Regions from separate parts of the Rattus norvegicus genome. Here all the other regions are linked to region 2. The links are chromatin contacts, called in public Hi-C maps. All regions are on one chromosome and are shown on one strand. The core of a region is the stretch at or near the end of the contact, and the rest is flanking DNA. Distances in the headings are between cores, read along the strand shown.

Region 1 (4,035 bases), core at 426-2,925, 260 kb after region 2:
GCCTCGCCTCCTTCCTTGTCTAACAGTGCTTCATTCATGACCGTCTGTACCAGCTCAGCACAAGGGAGGTCTCAATTAGCCATTCAGGCTGACAGCCTCTCAGCAAAGGGGCCCTTTACCCTGCAATGGGCTGAAAGCAGATGAGCTTCTCTGTAGGCAGAAGAAACAGGGAAATCGAGGTGCCCTGGGCTGGGCTGATGGTCCAGTTGAGGCTGATCCTTCAAGAATGTAGACCGGAGGGCTTCAGGAGTGGAACAGTAGAAATGGGTGCAAGAAACACCTGCCAAGGGCACACAACATCCTGTAGGAAGCAACAGTGAGGTATTAACAGGACTAGAATGGGGATTCTTGACACCTTTTGTCAGGTTTCTTAGCTGCCATGGTGAGGCTAGGCAATGGCTGAGTTAGTTCAAATACAGGCATATTCCTCTTAAGAATAGCACTGAAAGTATCTTCCCTTGAAGAACCAGAGGGGGGTGGGGACAGGGGTGGGGACAGGGGTGGGGATGGCAATTAGCTATTCAGCACGACTCCTTTCTGAGATCTCAGCTCTTTCATGCAGACTATAATGACTACCTGAGTTAACCCTGTGTTAGCATTTCATAACTCTTCTAAATGGTTTGTCTCTGGAGATACCCAGTATGGTATCATACATGGCTAGACAGTTGAATCATGGTGTGAATGTTTATCTACCATGAAGGCAATCATACACGCATGACGTTCTTGTCCATTGCTGAAAATCAAATATCCAGTGGTGAAGAGATGGCATATTCAGCGACGTGTATGCTGTGCAAGCATGAGGGTCTGAGGTTGATCTCCGGTCCCCACATGAATAAAATCTAAGTTCAGGAGGATGCACTTGTAATCCCAGGGGGAGGTAAGGACAGGAGATGTTCCATGACTGCTGGCCAACAGCCTAGACAAGCACTGAGCTCAGGTTCAGTGAGAGGCCCTCCTTCAAACACTAGGATGATCATGACTGAATAGAGCATGCACCATCTTCTGTCCTTTGTGGGCATGTGCACACTGGTGCATGTGTGCGCTCGTGCACACACACATGAACATTTACACATATGAGCATGCACATATACATATGCAAAAGCAAATGCTCACTTTTTAATCTTTAAATGACGCCAGACTCTGTTGGGACTGGAGTGGAGTTAGAACAGAGGACTGTTTCCATAAGCATGCCCACATTCTAATTGCCTGAGCCTTTGAATATGTCGCCTTCCAAGTGACTTTTAGGACTTGGCTAAATCGAAGGTCCCTGATGGTGGATGAGTTTTGGATTATTCTGCTTACTCCCCCCTAACCACAGGAATCTTTAAAACTGTAAATTAAGGTAAAAGAGTGGAGTGCAGCGATACCACATGCTGGCTTCAAAGAAGGAGTGAGTGTTGCAGTAAGCCAAGAAGTTTTAAGTTGACTCCTGAGGCTGGGATACCAGACCCAAGTGGTGAGGAATTGAATTCTGCTAAGGATATGAAGGAGCAGGGAGCATATTCTCCCCTTTGCTCCCAGAGAGCTGTGAATGTTCATCTGGTGAGCCTCATCCTAGACTTCTGGATCCAAACACGACAGCTAAGTCTGTCTTGACACCACTGTCTGGGGTAATCGCTAAGGGGTGGCAATAGAGAATTAACACAGCATCTCTAACCGGCACTCCCCATCCCAAGTCCAGGTTTTCTGAACTTAGGCCTTGCCCAGCAATCGGAATGAGTGCAAAGTGCAAAGGAAACATTCTCTCCTTGCCCCGGAAAGTGCCCGCCCACATGGGCCCTTTTCCTTGCCATCTGCTCCGGAGCTCTTCCGGTTCCCATGTGGCTTAATGGAGAGTGCAAGACGCAGAACCCAATTTTTTAATTTGTATTATTTAGTTTGGATCAGCAAATGTCTCCTGAGCTGTGTCCTGTGCAGAGTGAAATCACCTCTACGCTGTGTCTTTAAAAGCCGGGGAAGTGCGCCGAGCAGCAGCAGCAGTCAATACCAATTTCCACATCTGGATCGATACCATCGGAGGGCTCAGGAGCTGCGAAGATTGTTTCACACACATTCTCCAGAGAGGGAGGGCTGGGGGGAGAGAAAGGGAATTGGTTTTAATGATTTCATGGCTCCGAGAATTCCCTCTCTCCCTCTTTTCTTTAAAAGAAATAAATACATAAAATTAGAAACCAAATTTACGGACCTGTCAGTCTGCATCAAATCCAGTGTCTTTCCCTGACCTGTCACCAAAAGTGGCATCCAATCTAGCAAACGGCCTGATGCTGTGTGTGGGGCTCTGTAGCACTGTCTGTAATAACGCAGTAGTGAAGATGGTCGTGTTTACAGCGGGCCTCCCCTCAAGGACTTTATAGGCAGTTTCTCAATCTGCTAAGACAAAACCAAGGTCCAGCAAAGGGTTCCTATCCACCCACAGGGAACAGCTGACGGGGTGACTTCTGTGTGATGTCTACATGCGTCTGGCCAGCGAGGGTCTGAAGTTGTTGTTTTTTTTTTTATGTAGCCCAGATTGGTCCCTCTGAAGGTTGGAATCTCCTGTAGCACTGGGATGGAGAACTGCTTTTGCGCAAGGCCTGGTTGCCAAGATAATGCAACTGAGATGGAATGGCAGAGAAAGGGCAAGGATCAGATGCCATTAGCCTTCCTGGAAGCTTTCCTAGTAGGTCAGGGGCTTGGCCTTTTTTTTCCCTGTGAGTGAGCACGGCTTTGAGTCCTCAGTGTCATGTGAGGCCTCTGCCTACATGCTCTCCTGCCACACCGTCCATTAGCTCACCTCCAAAGAAAACTGACCCTCATCCTGCATAGACAAACCCACCCTCAGAATGAGTCAACAAAAGAATAAACATGTCGCCTCTAGGCCCTGATAGAATGGGGCAGCTTAATCCTCAGCACGGTAAATGCCACAACTGTAAGCGTGACCAGCTCAATCTTTTAAGGCAGATCAAATGACTTTCAGGGACGGCTCTGGGCAACCCCCAGCTGTGGAGCCCAGAGGTTTCATGAAAGGCTGATTTTCCATACAGCGGTTACAAAAATTTTCTTCCTGGACAGCAACTGTTATGCGGTTCTTTCCTTTATAGTTTGACAAAGCACGGCCTTCCGGATGTCACCACAGACTCAGTTTACAGCTCTGTCTCATCTCCCTATTCGCTGTAGTCAGGGCCTGGACAGAGTCTCATGACTTGGGAAGGTACTTGCTGAAGTGGCTGAGGGAACTGTGAAGGGGGGACTGAATAGGTCATCTAACCCCTTGAGTAAAGGGTGGGACAGGACCAGGGCAGCAATCTTAGCCTCTTTTTCAGGCTGATGTAGTACATTTCCATAAATAGAATCAGAATCACACAGTCCTCAGCCCCTTGCTGCCTGATTAAAAATAGTCAGCTGTCTACATGGACTCGAGCCATGCATGCCTGGGCTCTGTGTCCTCCTGTAGGCCTCCCAAGCCTTCGCTTTGCTGGCTACTCTCACGGAGGACAAGTTTGAAGCATCCTCTCAGCAGGGAGAGGCTTGCAAGGCAACATGTCCCTGCAGACATGGCTTCTCTTTAAGAGTCAGGACATCCCCACTAAATTAATCTTCTTGAAATGAGATTTCAAAAGAGCACAAAATGTCAACCTTCATTCAGAAGACATGGTTTTAGTTGTGGCTATGTTTTCAGCCTGTCCACACTGTGCTTCACTCTTCCTGATGTGTGTTTCCTGTTCACCCAACATATCCCGAATCAACTAACAGCAACTAGTTTGATTATGAAACTGTAAAACCGGATAGAGAAAGCTCCTCAAATCTTCCAATAAAGCACTCAACCCAACGAGATAAAATTTTCTGTTTAACAGTCAAATTAATGGTTTTTTTGTTTTTGTTTCTTATAAATTTTGTTATCATTATCAGGGCTAGAGAGAGAGTTAGTTTGGAAAGTACCTGTTGTGTAACCATGAAGATCTGAGTTTAAATCTCCAGCATCCACATAAAAAGTCAGCGTGGCTGCATGTAATGTTGGTACTGGGGAGGCAGAGGCAGAAGAGTACACCAAAATCG
Region 2 (3,664 bases), core at 167-2,666:
CAAGTCCTGGTCAGTAACAGCATCATGTCCCACAAACCAATCATTCTTCAGTGCATAAAATGTATGCCAATATAGCATCTGCTTTTTCTCCCCCTTCCCTGTTGCTGGGGCTCCTATGCTACTAATCTCCTAAGCACTGTAAGGTCCCCCTGCTTTAAAACTCTTGTGTTTTATTTATTGGAGGAGGAGGACCAGAGGACAACCTTGGATGTTGTTTCTTGGGTCCCACACTGGCTTTTCTTTTGAAATAGCTTCTCTGTTGCCTTCAGACTTACCTATTGGTCTAAACTCAACACAGGAGATGTCACAGGTACCCACCCACCTATCTCCTCCTCCCTGCTGTGCCTAAGTTGTGTGTGGTCTGCTTTTTATATAAACTCTCTGGACTGCATTCTCCCCAAGCCAGGAAGCATCTGTGTCCTCCCAGCCTTTCAGGGCTCACATTGGATATCTCTGCCACTCTGAAAGGCTTCGAGAGAGACCCTCGGGAACCATTCGACTCGGAAGTAACCTCACCTCGGTCAGACAAGCGAGCCTAGAAGTCTCTCCTTTAGTGGTTGCTTTCAGAATTCCATTAAAAATAGATAAATTCCAGTTAGAAGAGAGCAAAGACTCCATTCATATCCCGAGGTTTACGAAAGCAGGCTTCAGTTTGAAATTTGGTTAGGATTCAGTGCTCACAGAGAAACTCCATATTTAAAACATTTAAACCAGCTGCTACCGCAGGATGTGTGGCATGGGCGGGCGCTTGCTCTCACCTTATGGATGTCAATGCTTAGGCTAACAAATATCAGCCCTGAGCCAACGAAACTTTCCTGGCCATATTCACAAACTAAATAGTAGCAGAGATATTTTTCTGTCTAACTTTCTTAACGGTGCCATCAGCACAAAGTTGCTTACTTGTTTGTTTTGTGGGACTAGGGGTTGTACCTAGAGCCCACTGCATGCTAAGCAAGGACTCTACAAGTTATCTCTAACCCAGCCCAGAAGTAAGTTTAAAATAAAAACCATCATGTTCTCAAAGAAATCTTTCCAAGTTTTTTTTTCCCATTGAATAATCTGGGGTCAGCTTCCTTTACAATAGAGTGGGTGACCTGGAGATGTTCACAGACCCTGAGGGGCATTTGCCAAGTTCTTGGACAACCTAGTCCTCATACAATCTGTGTATCAATTTCCAATGGTGTAGAAGGTAACATACATGCTGTGGTATTTTCCCAGGTGCTGAAGGAGCACCCCACCCCACCCCTTCAGCAAGATGGAAATGCTAACCTCTGCTGGTAACAGCCAAGAGGAGGTGGGAAGACCAAGGACAGACAGACAAGGAGTTTATGTCAGGATCTAGAAACAGGTGCTGTGTTCTAGCTGCCGCCAACTTTTCGTTGGCCTGTATAATTCTATTTGTCTTTCCCTGTCTGTCAGACCTGTGACCTCCCTGAATAAGAGGACAGAAGCCAAAGGTCAGGAGAGAAAGGAAGATCACATTATGCTTGCAGAGAGCCAAAAGAAAAGACTTCTTGGGGCCTCTGACAACCATTATCACTTCAACCCCCACTGAGGGCAACAGAGCAACCTTTGAAATGTGCGTGTCAACCACATTAATATGCATGCAGCTCGGTGACTGTTATGATAGGACCTGGGCAAGAGACCACCTTGAAGGCTGGCACAGAGGTGAGAGTAAGGCATGATCTGCTTGTTTCAACTTTTGACAACTTGATTTTTCCCCAGTGTGCACAGCTGCCTGGAAGAAGGCAACTTTGTAGCTTTGGGTGCAGCTCACAGGCCACGTGACAGAGCCCCAACCAATGAGAGGCAAAAGGAAGGAGGGGTACAACTCTTTGGGAACTTCTTGAAAAGGGAAAACGCCCTTCTTGTGGCTTTCTCCTTTTCTTCTGCAGACGGCACCCTAGCAGTCTTGGTATGCTATGAGATGGATGGGGCACTGGAAGTCACACCCAAGAGGTAGATGCGAGTGATGTAGACGTGCGTGAACTTGGATATCAGCGTGGGCTCTCTCGCCTCTGGAGAATGAGAGACGAATAAAGCTGCATTTTGTTTAAGCCATATTTTGGGATTTTTCCGGAGTTTTGTTTACTCTTGGCAGCTTAATTAATCCAAGCTGATACAAACTGTTAAGAGGATAGGAATCTAGAAAGCAGAGCGATTTCATGTTGGTTAGAGAGTTACAGGGAATTAGAGAGAGGCAGATTTGGGGGGCAGCTCACAGCAAAAGCCAGTGACAGGAGAGCTTCTCCACTGGACAGAAAGGGGCTGGGCCACTAGGGGGCCTCTCCTGGATTCCCCCAGAGCCATGAGTGGAGGCTGGAGAAGCCAGAAGTCTTGGTGAGTGAACCTGGGAAGAAGATGGTACCTGGCTAGGGTACTAAGTGGTCTAAAAGAGTCATTGACTTTGACCAGGAATGCAGGGGCGGGGAGAGGAGGGTGTGCACATGAGCTGCTAGGAGTGCCTTGCTCCCTCCAAGATGAAGAGGTGATAATACCATGCTCAGTGGAAATTAAACTCAACTGACCTTGAAGCTGGAGGCAAATAGAAGAGATGTAGCAATCGGAGGGGAAGTTCTAACTATTTTAGACCAAGAGCTGGAAACATACCTACAGATACACAGCGATGCTTCCCCACACAACAGTAAAGTAAGGCTTGGAGCCAAAGCTGCCTTCAGAACGGGTCAGGTGCGGAGGACTGGGAGGGAGGTGGGCTGCTCTACTTACAGAATGAAGAGCAGCCATTCGTTATGGCTTCCACACATCACCTCAGCTAAGACACTGGGTTTGTGCGCATGTGCATTAACTTTCCATTTTCTAAAGCAGCACACACCTGTCCTGCCAAGACAGTGATCTCAAGAACCCCATCTCAAAAGCCACCGGCTCCCCAACCTTTATTGATAACAAGTCACCAGGCTATGCCATTCTCCATACAAGGGAGACAGAACACAGCAGCACAGAGACAAACAAGAGGCTTTTTCTGCTTCTCAGAACTTTCTGGCAATCTCCAGAAGCCCCCAGTCAACGAAGATTAAAGACCAGATAGGAACACTGAACGCTGACTGTCTAGAGTCTCATCACAGAGAGAGACACGAACTGAGGAACCCTGGTTGCGTTGGTGGGTAGGATGTGGGCAGGGCATTAGGGTTCTGAAGCTCTAGGTTGCAAAGCATACCTGTCACAATCCCTTGTTTAGTCTCTACATAAAAGAGACAAATATCTCATAGAGACCAAGAAAGCTGGCCTGCTGCCTTTAGGTGAGTGTGTGAGCTTGTCTCAGTAGGGTATTCAGAACCTGTACCTTTCCCCAGGGACTCAGCCCTCTAGGGTAGCATTGTCTTCCTGGGCTCTCCTCCATGGTGCCTCTCCCTCTCCTCCCAGCACAGCTAAGTGGCTGACTCATGAACACATAGGCACCTGCTGGCCAAGTGGGTGGCACTTATCCTGAAGTCGCGCTCAGGCACTTACGTTCTATCCTGAACAGGCCTTCTCAGACGCCGATTCTGGTTTCCAGGGGACATTTTAAAGGAGAAGTAGATTTCGAGCAAATGATTGCAACTTATGGAAAATAATGCGCTACTTAGCGTCTGCAGCAGACATCCTGGCAGGCAGCGAGGGGAAGCAGCGCCGGAGCAGATGGGCGCGATTAGGCTCAGATTTTCAG
Region 3 (3,604 bases), core at 828-3,327, 290 kb before region 2:
ATGCCTTGATGTAGGAGGATGGAACTTTACAGCATCGTGAAAGTGATGTGCATTCAGCCAAAAACATGCTTCCTTCACATTTCAAAGTTTTGATCTTTTCCTGGGCTAGTGACAGGCGTCATGACCCTGTCTCCAGGTTGGAAAGTGTCAGCCAGCCGCAGCTCCCAGTCAACCAGAGCATCAGTAGCATCGGGAGGAAAAAACAACTGGCAACATTCGCTAAGCTGCGACATTTGGCAGTTAGGGTTAAATGCACTTTGACTTCCTGCGTTCCCATTATGATATATCTATGGGCATGGCCCAACATCAGCCAGCATCTTTGAGTGGTACCAGCCCATCTGGTGCATCAAGTCCTGTCCTATTTCTAGTGTATCTGCCATTAGGGTCAAGGAACTTTATCTTCTGGAATATTCGGAAGATAATTCTATTAATATTCACATACTTACGTACAGATCACCTTGCTTTATCTAATTTATTAATTTACATTTTATTTGGTTTTAAAAATCAGTGCCTTTGTATTTTTGTAATAAGCGCTTTTGTTGATTATTTCATGATTACACGAATAGATACAACATGTTTAATGCAAATAGGACAAAAGAGCAGAATGTAAACAATACAAGGTGGTTGAGAGACAAAATTTAAGGCACAAGCAATTGCTGCAATTCCACAAGATATCCACTGGATGGCGCAAGAATCTCACGCAAATACGTCAGGGATGGCTACCGGAGAATTCCATTTCTCCCACGTTAAATCAAAAGTGATGCGAATTGCTGTAAAAGGTGTGCATCTCCTCGGCATCCTCACAAGGGATTGTATTGTTCTCCTTCTTTACCTGTGTGTTGGCAAGGCACTCGTCTCCTGTATTCACGCTCAGAGCCGGCCTCTGTGTCTGTCTTCCCTGAGATTCAATTTCAAGCCTGCAAACACCGCCAGTTGCATGGGGGGTGGGGTGGGGGGGAACGACTGCTTTAGCTTTGGTAAAAATCTGAGAAGAATTTTGAAGAATCAGAATTAGACCATGTACTCCACACTGTGTTGAAGTTTCCCATACCAGTGTTGCCAGCGCTGGGACAAATAGCACTGTCTTCTACCCAGTGTAAAAGGCAGCATTCATAGTAACATGGAGGAAGGGCCACGCCAGAGAAACTGCCCTGATACTTTTATATGTATTTGTCTATCGGAGCAAAACTGTTTTGTATATGTGTATATTGTTTGGTCATGTATATATGTGTTCGTGTGTGTGTGTGTGTGTGTGTGTGTGTTTGTGTCTGTGTGTGTCTTTGTGTCTGTGTGTGTGTCTGTGTGTGTCTGTGTGTGTGTCTGTGTGTCTTTGTGTCTGTGTGTGTGCGCGCCTGTGTGTGTGCGCCTGTATGTGTGTCTCTGTGTGTGTTTGTGTGTGTATGTGGAGGCCAGGGGTTAATGTCCAGTATCTTCCTCAGTTACTCTTTTTTATGGTTAATATTGTGTACTTAGAATTAATAGCTGTTTGGAGTGTTGCTCAGTCCTGGGTTCAATTCCTAGCACCTCTAACTGCAAGTCTATCGTTGGGGCTGGAAAGAAAGTTCAGTGGTTAAGATTGTATCCTGCTCTTTCAGAGGACCCAAGTCCAGTTCCCAGCAGCTCACTGGGTGGCTAGTTAACAACCACCCGTGACCCTAGCTCCGGGAATCCAGTGCCCTCTTCTGGCCCCTGTGAGCACCTGCGCTAATGTAGACATACTGGCACACATAATTAAACTAATTTTTTTTTTTAAAGAAGGAATTATCAGCAGGATTTCAATGGGGCTGGATTCCATTTAAGTGCGCCCAGATTTGTTGGCAACATCCAAAGGCTCACAATCCGGAGTCAGATGGACCTGTGCCGCCTTCTCCTCCCGGCCTGATTGATTTTGGTCATTCCGTCACAGAATTTCTTCTCAGCTTGTTTGCCCTGGGGCTTCTTGGCCTTGGCTTCTCCGATGAACAGAGTCATTGTTTCTGTCTTCCTCATGGCTGACTTGGTGGTCAGGGGAAACTGGATGATGGCACAGAGGTCGTGTTTGTTTTTCCTGGATGTACTCTTGCCAAGGGCATTTGGACCACATCCAGAGTGGCCCTGCCTTGGGCTGCCCTTCTCTTTTTTTGTGTGGCTGTGGATGTCTCTCTGCACCGCTCTTTTGGCTGGGAAAGACTTTGTGCTTGGGAGCTTTTTGTCTTCACCTTCATTGTTCTATTGGCTTCTACCTCGGTTTTTGAGGCAGGGTCTCCCACTAAGCTTGCCAATTCACCTACACTGGCGAGCTAGCAAGCCCCAGGGCCTCCATGTCTGATGCCTCTGCTTTGCCATGCCTAACTTTGTAAGGTTCTGAGGATCGAACTCTGGTCTTTATGCCTTTATGGAAAGCACTTTAGCAACTGAACCATCTCCCAGCCCGGAAAAGTTTTATTTTATTTTATTTCATTTTATTTGACTTAATTATCCAGGGCATCTTCCAGATCCTAACATGCTGTAAAGACCTCAGCCTCCAGAGGCCCAGCAAGGAGCGGTCTTCAACAGTAGTTGAAATCTGTTTTCTTTGTGTCTCACGCAGCTCCTTGCCTAGGTTTCTACCCGTGTTGATGTGTGAAATGAGTGTGAAGTGTAGTCTCTGAGGTTTATCAGAAGAAACGAAGGCTGCGTAAAAAGCAGAGAGTCAGAGCATGAGGCGAAGTGGGAAGATGAAGCTATGGTCCGAGACCCTGGATTCCTCCAGACTGGGGAGGCAGAGAGGCACAGGGCAGAGACACAATTCTTGGGAGCCTTGGGGTTCTCTATTCAAGACCACGTGGACTACTCATTTTGGCGGAGGCTGTAATATTTTCAGTACAAACACCCAGATTTGCTTCTAACTTATTTTTAAATTTTGTCTGTTGAGAAGCTTCACACTGCACACCTCGCTCAAAGCTGGCGAAGTGCAGTTACAGGTAAATGCAGGAGCGGTGTATTATATATGGCTCAAGCCTCCTTTGTTCAAGGAAGCTGATTTCATAGTCTAAAACCATCAGCTCTCGCTGTTCCCCAACAACTGTACCTGTCTCATTCCAAAGGTTTGCCTGATTTAGGTAAAGAAAGCAGACAAACAGCCCTCACCCACAGAAGCTGGAGGGCAGAGGGTATCAGCAGCTTACACAGACATAGACCACCATCGTCTAATCCCTTTTTCTAGGCTAGGATTGACCCAACCAGCTCATTGTTGAAAGCAGCTTGAAATTGATGAGCTTTTTACCCTTTCTGCACTTTGTCGTAGCTTCAATGTCTTTATCTCTGAGGAGCATTTGACAATGTCTGGGGAAATGCTGCCACACATTTGTTAATAACGGAATGGGTGGGGCACTATTGGCAGTGAGTGGGTCAAGTCATGGGTGTTGCTTTGGAGGCCATATGCAAAACAGCCCTGAAACAGGAAAATATTAAGGGGCTGGAGAGATGGCTCAGCGGTCAAGAGCACTGGCTGCTCTTCCAAAGGTCCTGAGTTCTGTTCCCAGCAGCCACATGGTGGCTCACAACCATCTGTAATGAGATCTGATCCCCAATTCTGGCATGTAGGTGTACATGCAGATAGAGCACTCACACATAAAATGAATAA

The links. A called contact is a pair of places that touch in the nucleus more often than the background predicts.
Region 1: a Hi-C map of liver shows a contact between it and region 2, with 5 times the contacts expected there. The contact joins two enhancer-like sites. A contact is called at or near these places in 2 of 12 Hi-C or Micro-C datasets (liver and psoas muscle).
Region 3: a Hi-C map of liver shows a contact between it and region 2, with 4 times the contacts expected there. The contact joins two enhancer-like sites. A contact is called at or near these places in 7 of 12 Hi-C or Micro-C datasets (the A7r5 cell line, the Rat2 cell line, Schwann cells and 4 more).

Annotation. Positions count from the first base shown.
Region 1 is chr13:83,168,641-83,172,675 of GRCr8, forward strand. No RefSeq gene overlaps it. Among named protein-coding and RNA genes, the nearest start is that of Pbx1, 50 kb to the left of the region's middle. Within about 2 kb of position 1,676, at least 10 of the 93 cell types and tissues checked have an H3K27ac peak or open chromatin away from gene starts, as enhancers often do. A contact at or near this core is called in liver, where this site is marked.
Region 2 is chr13:82,910,910-82,914,573 of GRCr8, forward strand. The region is part of intron 2 of Pbx1 (PBX homeobox 1); the gene reads right to left. Among named protein-coding and RNA genes, the nearest start is that of Pbx1, 210 kb to the right of the region's middle. Within about 2 kb of position 1,417, at least 2 of the 93 cell types and tissues checked have an H3K27ac peak or open chromatin away from gene starts, as enhancers often do. A contact at or near this core is called in liver, where this site is marked.
Region 3 is chr13:82,619,549-82,623,152 of GRCr8, forward strand. It overlaps the pseudogene LOC134481462. Among named protein-coding and RNA genes, the nearest start is that of Lmx1a, 250 kb to the left of the region's middle. Within about 2 kb of position 2,078, at least 23 of the 93 cell types and tissues checked have an H3K27ac peak or open chromatin away from gene starts, as enhancers often do. A contact at or near this core is called in liver, where this site is marked.